2 separate regions of the Mus musculus genome follow, and region 2 is linked to region 1. A link is a contact called in public HiChIP or PLAC-seq data. All regions are on one chromosome and are shown on one strand. The core of a region is the stretch at or near the end of the contact, and the rest is flanking DNA. Distances in the headings are between cores, read along the strand shown. Region 1 overlaps Kiz (kizuna centrosomal protein). Region 2 holds the start of 9030622O22Rik (a long non-coding RNA gene).

Region 1 (4,647 bases), core at 1,057-3,556:
TTCAGCCCTGGCTGTGTGTTATTTTGTGTGTGACTTGATGGAGGGTTATGGTTTGGGTTTTTTGTTTATATAAAATAACAGCCGAAACTTTAGTCTACCTTTGAAAATATTTGCCCCAGAGCCAAGTATTGTTTTGCAGCTGTTGTTTCCTCGGTTTAAGACTCAATTGACACCTCAGTGAACCACAAATTAGCGTCTACAGCTGCTCGCAGTAGGACTGCTTAGAGACCACACAAAGGAGGCTGTCAGGAAAAGGGCAGGGAGAAGACATCAGGCCTTAAGAGAAATAAAGTGGCATGTTTCTTCTTTCTGAGACAATTGATAGACGACCGACTGGCAATTGCTCTGTATTATTTTTTATGTATGGATTTTTTTTTTAAGCAAGTCTTCCAGCCACATTACTCACTCCTTTCTTATGTGTCCTTGCTTACTCCCCTTAAAGGACAGAATGTATCTTTTCACACTTGCTAAAATGTAACACTTTTTGCAAGTTTTGTGAGCTATAATAAGTTCTGTGCTGAATTTGCCATCAGCATCGATAGTGATCATGCGGTGACTTCAAGTCACTTAGGAAACATTCATAATGTGAAGCTAAACAATTGCCTGATGCAGCGCCTACTCTTTTACTTTGGACTAAATACTATTTCAAACAGCCTGGCAGGTCTCCTTTGCAGTAGCATTGCTCGTTAAAAAAAGTGTCCTTTAGATGACTGCATACCTTTGAATTTACTACTTGACCCTGCTAAAATGTTAAAACATGACCTTTACATCGCTTCTGCCTTGTGTAATGTCCAAATAACAAAATGATCTAATCCAGAAATGTCATATTAAAAGGAAATGAAAATGGGGGAAAAAAATCTGTTCATTTGTATTTTACAGAAGCATGGCAGTATTTTAGGACCTGGGCTACTTGGATGGGTTAAGTTTCTCAAAACTTGATGAGTATCCAAAATGCGTTCTTGTTTATAAGAAATTACCTTTAATACCAGGTTTTTGTTTGTATTTTTGAGAAAGTAGGAACTTACTGGGTTTGGGAGAGTGTTGAATACTATATCGGTGGGTTATACAATAAATTCAAGTTGTGTGTCTTTTAAGAGGATTTTTAAAGGTCAGTAAATTCTACAGATAGTTTCCAGTTTTAATGTTACCATTTGGCTTAAAAAATGTATCCCTTTAGTTTTTAAGACTGTCAGAAGTATTTGTCCCCATTATGTTTTAAAAACATTAAAACAAGTCCCCATCCCACACACTGAGACAGGGTTTCTCTGTATAGCCCTGACTGTCCTGGAACTCAGTCTGTAGACCAGGCTGGCCTCAAATTCACAGAGATCCGTATTAAAGGCAAGCACCACTAGTGCCTAGCATTAAGACAAGTTCTTTATGTAGGTCCTTTGAGAAGTTCTTAAACACACTTAGAAAATAATAGGATCAGATAGGACACTTTCTCAGCCTGGTCATTTATACCTGGCCCCAGTTCGACAGAGGAAAAATAGAAATTGTTTTTCTACAAATTAAAGTATGGAGCCTCTTGTTATTATATTTCTGTATGAAATTAATTTTCAAATAAATCATAAGTAATCTCATCAGGCCCCTTTAAGAAAAAGAAACCCACTAAAAGGTCTTCCAGGAACCCTCAGTTCTGGACACTTGATAGTAATCTAGCATGAAAGGCTTTGAACGGTGAGTGTGGCTTGGTGTGCTGTTCTGCACAGTTTGGTTCTTGTGCTGGGTCTCTTATTGTTAATACCCCACCCTGGGCTTTGGAGAGCTCAGGTTTTGCTGTTTGTGCCTGGCTTTGCTGAAATTTCTTAGAGGCTTACATTTAAGGATCCCACTTACTGCAGTCACTCCTTGTGCTTTATTGCTTTTACAAGTGGTCTCGAAACCCAGTACTTGAGAATAAACATAACAGTGCTACGCTGCTGTAGCACTTTTAAAAATTCTTCTTTGCTCTGTTTTGTCAGTGAGCTGATGAGCAATCTCAAAAAAAAAAAAAAAAAAAAAAAAGACCCTGTTGGACCTTTAAAAAAAATGGCTTCCTCTGATGTCCTAGAGACAATAATTATGATGTGCTAGTTAAGCCCAAACTACAGCTGAGGGATTTTACTTTAAAGCAGGGGCTTGGGCGCAAAAATGCATTTATAGCTCTTTGTCTGCACCTCATTATGTGTGGGCCTGATTCATTAAGTAATTGGTTTGCAGTTGTTTACATGAGTATTAAGGCCTTCTTTTCAGCCGCCTTTGAGAGATACATTGTGTAAATGTTGCCTGTGATGAATGCAGAATGAGGGCCAGAGGGTCCCTCCTATTGGCTAAACAGTGCACTCTGTTGAAAAGCCAGAGAAAGGGATTGGGTGCTGCTTTGCATAGCAATGACTTTCTTAATAAGCGTTACAGATTAATACACACAAGCTATAAAAGATGCAAAGAGATACTCTTAGCACATTTATACATGCTCATTTCATTGTGACGGTGGCGGCGTCCCCGCGCTTTTAGATTCCGTTTTGCAGAGCAGAGGCTTCAGTGTGTGAGCCGTAATAGAATCCGATGTTTATTGTATTATAAATCACGGGCAAGTAGGCCGATCGGCAACAGTTTATTATTAAAGATTCTTTCAGTGTAAATCTTTTTCTACCATTGTATTTGCTTCAGTAAAATCATTTTGTGGTTGAGTGGGGATGAAAGGCATGATGTACGAAGGAGTGAGTCCTAATAGGAAGCTGTTCTCCGAGTAAAGACCACTTGTTCCCTTTTGTTCCGGGGTGCATGCCAGAGCTTCCTCTCCTCTGCAAACATTGTCTCTCTTTACCTTCCCCAGGAAGCGGCTTCACTCTCCAGGATCCATTTATTCAATGGAGAGTGTATCCTCACAGCTCCCTTGTAAGTTCAGCTTACGGGTTCCCTTGTAACTCCGGCCTTCTGGTTGAATCAAGATAAGATTTTTGCTGAAAGAAAAGAGTGTGTGCTTGCAGCATAATTGCCTAGGGGAAAGGTACTAAAAGTCACCGGACCACCCGCACCCCTTAACAGGGCCACCGTGGGTGGCATTTCTTGCCAGCCCTGCAGCCATGGGATCGGCCAGCGGAGGGCGCCAGCGTGCAGCTGATAATCAGTTGGTGGCCGCAGCTTTTCTTTCTTGTCTGGTCATTTATTTTCCCTGGAGCGGTATAAAGATACTTAGATACTAATTGTCCATTGAAGTAAAAACGAAAATTTTCTGGCAGTCCTTCATGTACCTTTATAAAGTGCACATCTCCATCTCCAGCTTAGGAAATCTGCATTGACCTTACAGTTAAGAAAAGTCACTTTATTTGACGGGAAGAAGTAAACTAGCTGGCCCAAGGACAGCAAAAATTACAGCACGTGCTGTAGGAGCTCCAACTGGCCATCAGGGGGCGCTCAGACTTTGTCAATTTAAACAGCCTCGGACTTTGGCGACCTTTAAAATTTAAGATTGGTATTTGTGGAGATTTGTTGGTATGGTTATTATTTATACTTTCGTTTCTTTCTGGATTACTTTTTCTCCTACATTTTTCCCAGAAAAAAATGTCTATTTTTGAAGGAAAGAAAATCCAGCCAAAGATGCTATTTGAAAAATTTTAATACTGATTACAAATCCACAGAAATTTTTGTGGTTCACAGCCAAGATAATACATCTTCTCATAGGTGGACTTGCCTCTCTTTTCATGTGTGTGTGTGTGTGTGTGTCGGTGTGTGTGTGTGTCGGTGTGTGTGTGTGTCTGTGTGTGTGTGTGTGTCTGTGTGTGTGTGTGTCTGTGTGTGTGTGTGTCTGTGTGTGTGTGTGTGTGTCTGTGTGTGTGTCTGTGTGTGTGTCTGTGTGTGTGTGCGTCTGTGTGTGTGTGTGTGTGTGTCTGTGTGTGAGTGTGTGTGTGTGTGTGTGTCTGTGTGTGTGTGTGTCTGTGTGTGTGTGTCTGTGTGTGTGTGTGTCTGTGTGTGTGTGTGTGTGTCTGTGTGTGTGTGTGTGTCTCTGTGTGTGTGTGTCTGTGTGTGTGTGTGTGTGTCTGTGTGTGTGTGTGTCTGTGTGTGTGTGTGTGTGTGTGTCTGTGTGTGTGTGAGTGTGTCTGTGTGTGTGTGTGTAGGCCAGAGGTTAATGCTGGATGTTCTTCTTGATAGCTCTATACCGTATTTTTCAATACAAGTTCTCTCAGTGTACTTGAAGCTCATCCATTTGCCTAGATGCAGCCACTGAGTTCCAAGAAGCTGCCTGATTCCATCCCACCCTGACCCCAGCACTAGAGTTACAGACACACATCCAGTTTTGACATGGGCACTGGGGATCCAAACTCGGGTCTTCATGTTTCACAGTAGGCATGTACTGACAGAGCCATATCAGTGGCCCTCCAGTCTTACAATTAGGCCCTAGAACAGGATGATGCGTCCCACTGAGGGCCATTTCTTAATTGTCCTCAACGTCACAAGTTGTATTCTTGGCAGGATCCTCAGAGTTAATTGCCAAATTCGAGTGGACCCCAAATCCAGTAATTCAGGTGTGTTTGTTAGTGGGATGTGGATTCCCCCCCCCCCCGGTATAAGGGAGGGAATGGCAGTCAGTATGTTGCTAACATTACCATAGTCCCCAAGTCTTCTAGTCTCTAAATTTGTCCACCTTTCAGGACCAGAAGTGAG
Region 2 (4,647 bases), core at 1,514-4,013, 1.1 Mb after region 1:
AACAACTACAAAAACCTACTAGACCCAGCAAGGCAATGACCAGAAGAAATTAAGTTGCAAACTTTTGGTGGCGGTTCCCCTTGTTTGTTTGTTTGTTTTTTGTTTTTTGTTTTTTTAAATTCCATTTCACTGGAGCACCCCTGGCTGGCCTTGGTTACTATGGTGCAGCAGCCAGGGCCAGGCCATCCCTGCCTCAACAGACACCTCAGGTGTGAATCTTCGTTCCTTTGTCACCACAGTCTGGGTGGGCCTCCTAGGGTGGGTTTTTTGAGGGATGGCGGTGTCTGTCCTGTGAAGCAGAACTTGAGGACTATGTGTGGATCTTAGCCAGTCTGGCTGCAGAGCACCTCTGGGTCCACAATAGCTGGAGGAATAGGGGACATCCTTGGCATTCATTCTCTTTGTTACATACCTTTATTTTGCAGAGGGAGAACAGGGTCAGCCAGGGGGTCCCTGCTTTTGCACCGAGGTCTTCCGACCTGCTCCTCCAGAGAGGGAGCCTTCCCCACACCTTAGGCTTATGGGGAAGGAAAAAAAATAGACAGTAGCTTCAAGGTACTTCCAGGTAAGTCCAGGGGCAAACGCCTTCCCCTATGCCCTATTAAGCCTTATCTCTCGCTCCACCCCCGCGTCCCACTTCCACATTAAAAGCCCCCCAAAGCACAACGAACTGCCTTTTTCTGTATAAAGCCGGGAGGAGGAAGGCGATAAAGATCGGGCGTTTAAATTGGCCATTTGAAAGATTACATCTCTTCACCGAGGGTCTTTCTTTCAAAACTCTTTACAGAATTGAGGGGCCATGGCTAGTCCGCACCGGCTCTCAAAGGCCGGGCACCTTTTAATTCCGCCGTAGAGTGGGCTGGGCTAGGTGACCCGGCGCCATCAAAGGCTCGAGGGAAGGCCGTGGGGCGACACTCGTCTAATGACAAGTAATTGACGGATTCGAGGCCTTGCATTACCAGCGGAATGGGGAGGCATTAATTATTTAAAAACGATTAGCCTCGCCTAACGTCCGGCAGGCTTTCCCTCTCGTTCCAGGGAAGGCACCAGCCACGCTAGGCAGAGCCCGGTTTGGAGCGCTACGGAGGTGTTCGAGTTGGCTTGCAGTGTCCGGATACCAGAGCAGCACAAAAGGGTGTGCCTAGGCCCCACTTTCGAAGATGCCCTCATAGCATCGATCCAGAGGGCCGGTTGGACCATTTCAGCATACTGGGTTCCCCATCTGCAGATGGCAATGCAGCCTAGAATGGTTTCCAGTTAGGGTGATAGGGGAAACCCAACTGGGAGTGGGTTTCTTCCATTGCCGGGCATTTAAGGCAAAGACGGAGAACGAGGGTTTAAGAAATAATGAGCGGGACAGATAGACAGTAGTAAAGATAGTTTTTTTTTTTCCTTTTTCTTCCCCAACCTCCGCCTCCACAACCACCCCACCGGTGAGCAACGATTCCTGGGCTTTACTCTTACAAGTCAAATCGCCTATTGATGAGCCACCTCTCTGTCCCCAAAGAGGTCTTTTCTGAACCCTGTCCTCAGAACTTTAGGGTACTGTATTTTCAGCAGGCTACAGTGGAAACTAGTGAGGTGAGGTTGGCACCTTCCTGCAGGCAGCGGAAAGAAGCGCTTGAGCCTAGTCTATCTTCCAAAGTCCTGTTCTAGGACCCCTACACGCGCAAGTGCAACACACCGGATCACGCTCCTAAAACAAGGCGGTGCGACTGGCTTGTAATGGGACTGGGATGATAGACGACCCGCGGCACGCTTTGACTTTCTCTCCAGGACCCAGCTCGTGACCCCAGTGGCTCTCCACTGCGTAAACGCCAGTGCTTCTTGCGAACTAAAGTGACTCGGCTTTTAGGAAAGGCGCTTTCTCTTTCCCTGCAGGGGTTTGGAGGTGCCCTAGTCTGCCGGGATCTGGGAAACAGCATAGAACACACTCAGAGCTGTAAGCTCCCTGCACTCTGTGGCCTCCGCTCCTCCTCCTCCATATCCCCCCAGATTCACGCACAAACCGGCGGTCCCCGACCATAGATTGTGAGGCCAAGGGCGCGCTCACGCTCCCCCACCACACGCGCACCCCAGCTCTTATGAAACTAGCAGCTCCCTGTTCGAATCTCCAGTTGGAGTGACTGCAGTGTCTGGGTTTCTCATCGCCTCAGGAACCAAACTCCGAAACTGCGAGAGTTTTAAACTCCTAGACTCCTGGTTTTTCTAAGTGGCCGTGCAGTCACGAATCTCCCACCCCCTGCAAAAACACTATTCCCCAACCTCCTGGGTCTTCCTGAGCTGGGTGCACCTCCCAGTCCTCTCAGAGGCACACGAGCTAGCTCGACTGGGGGAGGGTAGGCGTGTGGACCCGAGTGGGGGGCGGACTCTGTGCGGGGAGCCCGGGCGTGGCCCCCGAGTGGGTGCTCTCCCTACCTGCGGTGGCCTGCGGGCAAGCGGGCGTCGGAGCGTCCTGCGCTCGGAGGGAGGCGGCGGACTGCTCCCAGCCGAGGCATCCCTGCATTTATTTGAGCTCAAACCGAGCGACTGTTGACTTTAGCACACAAAGCAAAGATTTCACTGCCCGCTAGTTTAAAAATGAATATTTTACCAAGATATCGATCAGCGTTATAAAATTCAGTTAAGTACAATGGGATCCTGGAAAAAAAAGAATAATAAAGGAGGGGGAGGCAATATAATATCTGTGCAAATTTGCTGAAGTGTGACGTGGCATGAAAAGTTTACCCTCCTGGAATTCGGATCTAGAATGTTTTTTTCGGTTGTTTACTGACTTTGTTTATTCACAGATCACGGTTGCTTAAACCCCAGCGCGAGGAAGGCGGCGGGCAACAGGAAGAAAAAGAGAAGGGGGAGAGCCGCTGCACCCAGCAATGCATCGAGTTGGGGTGGAGGGAGGGATCCCTGAGCTCCTAAACTTGGAACTGGGGGGGCCCGGGGGGGGGGGGAAAGCTGACGTGGTCTGTGAGGAAGACACCAGAAGGGCCGAAAAGTCTCAGAGGGCGCAGCTCCCCGACAACCTTTTTATGTATTCGTACAGAACTATATCTTATCGGCAGGGATCAGTGGAGGGGGCGCACTAAGTAGTTTAAAACGACCCTCGAACAATGGGCGAGCGATAAGAAACATAGCAGGTTAGGGCAGCGCTTTCAGTCTCCATTGTCCCCCCCACTCGGCCCCCAGCCCTGCCTCTCCGCTCCTTCGCCACAGGAGCCTTTTATGTGATAATGAAACACATTTCAGGCTGGGCTCGCGACGTGTGTGTCCTGGCCCAGCAAAGAGAAGGCCTGATTGCTGGCCGCGGCCTGCGAATCCCTCCTCCTTCAATTTCTCTTCCTTGTGTTCTGAGGAACAATGTGACTTGTTAAAATAGGATTTTGGGGGTGGGGGTTGGGGGAAGACGCGCACACACGCACACACACACACACACACACACACACACACACACACACACACACACACGAGCAAAGGAAGGCCAGGCCTGCGGAGGAGGGATGGAGATGAGCAGTGGCAGAAATGGATCAGAGAGGAGGTCAGGCTGAGGTTCTTGTGGGACATTCCAGGTTGCAATAATTAGGCATAGCAAGATGTCGGGGCTAAGCAGCAGTCCCTTAGTAGAAACACCTCTGATGCCTGCTTGGGTTTTTAACAGACATAACTCTTTTATGTTTCTTTCCATGGGAATGGCCTATGGAAAGTCAGACTGGGGGCGGGCGGGAGGGACAGCTTCAAGGGCAGGAGATGCAGGTCAGCGTGAGGAGGCTCCTTTTGCAAAACACGACCTCCTCTACAGTTACCCGTCAATTTGGAAAATCTGCAGAGTGGTGGAAATGATTGGTGAGGTTTTATTTGGGGTCTTTGTATTTTCCTGGAGGCTCACAAAATACCCATTCAGTCCCTGGGCCTCAAGTGTGGTTTGCCTATAGGAGCTTCCTAAGCTAACAAACAGCTTTGCCCTGGCTGGTAGAAGGGAGACACCATTCCTGAGACACTGGGATTTCACTACTTTGGGAGTCATTTGCTAAGCTGCTCAGGGCACCCTTCCATCCCTCCCTATCTCCCCACCCACAGAATAACTTCTTAATAAAAGATTTGGGGGTTACCCTTAACTATGCAATTATACCCAATTCCCAATGTTAAAATGTTTCCCCAGATTAGGTGGCTCATCGTTCCTAGCCTAGCAAGGTTTCCCAATACCTGGATAACACCTGTGAGACTGAGACAGGCTGCCCTCCCGGCACAACCTAGAGCCAGGTAGTCTCAATGGCACAGGAAGGTCTAGGGGGGGCAATGCTTCAAGTAGCTGGAAGAGCCATGCACCAAAATTGGTAAACCCAGTCTAAGTTCACTGACTAGAAAGGAGGCCTGATATTAAAAAAACTGTAAACTTCTGCCTTTCTAGAGCATATCCAGCTCGAGAACCCAAGGGGCCTCAACATCAGCGCATCTCCCAGTAACTCAGGTGGAAAATTAATGTATGTGCACTCAGAGAGTGCCTTTGCTTCTGGCTTTAAAACTAAAACTACTGGACTTTAGCTGGGCTAAGAGGCACAACAGGTCTGTAATCCTAGCACTGGGGAGGCAGAGGCAGGACCAAAACCTGGTCTTTATAATGCGTCCCAGGCCAGTCAGGGCCATTTAAGGAGA

The links. HiChIP or PLAC-seq counts read pairs in DNA pulled down with a chosen protein or histone mark.
Region 2: an H3K4me3 HiChIP or PLAC-seq map of embryonic forebrain shows a contact between it and region 1, with 6 times the contacts expected there. The contact joins the promoter of 9030622O22Rik here to the enhancer-like site in region 1. A contact is called at or near these places in 2 of 39 promoter capture datasets (both in embryonic stem cells), 1 of 484 Hi-C or Micro-C datasets (embryonic stem cells), 4 of 115 datasets of contacts at active chromatin or transcription factors (embryonic forebrain, embryonic midbrain, embryonic stem cells and 1 more) and 1 of 9 other capture datasets (embryonic stem cells).

The regions. Positions count from the first base shown.
Region 1 is chr2:146,956,360-146,961,006 of GRCm38.p6, forward strand. All of the region lies in intron 12 of Kiz (kizuna centrosomal protein), which reads left to right. Among named protein-coding and RNA genes, the nearest start is that of Xrn2, 54 kb to the right of the region's middle. Within about 2 kb of position 2,307, at least 66 of the 459 cell types and tissues checked have an H3K27ac peak or open chromatin away from gene starts, as enhancers often do. A contact at or near this core is called in embryonic forebrain, where this site is marked.
Region 2 is chr2:148,037,723-148,042,369 of GRCm38.p6, forward strand. It overlaps 9030622O22Rik (a long non-coding RNA gene), which reads right to left and starts at 2,764. Exons shown (of 13, transcript XR_866820.3): 1 at 2,419-2,764; 2 at 413-517.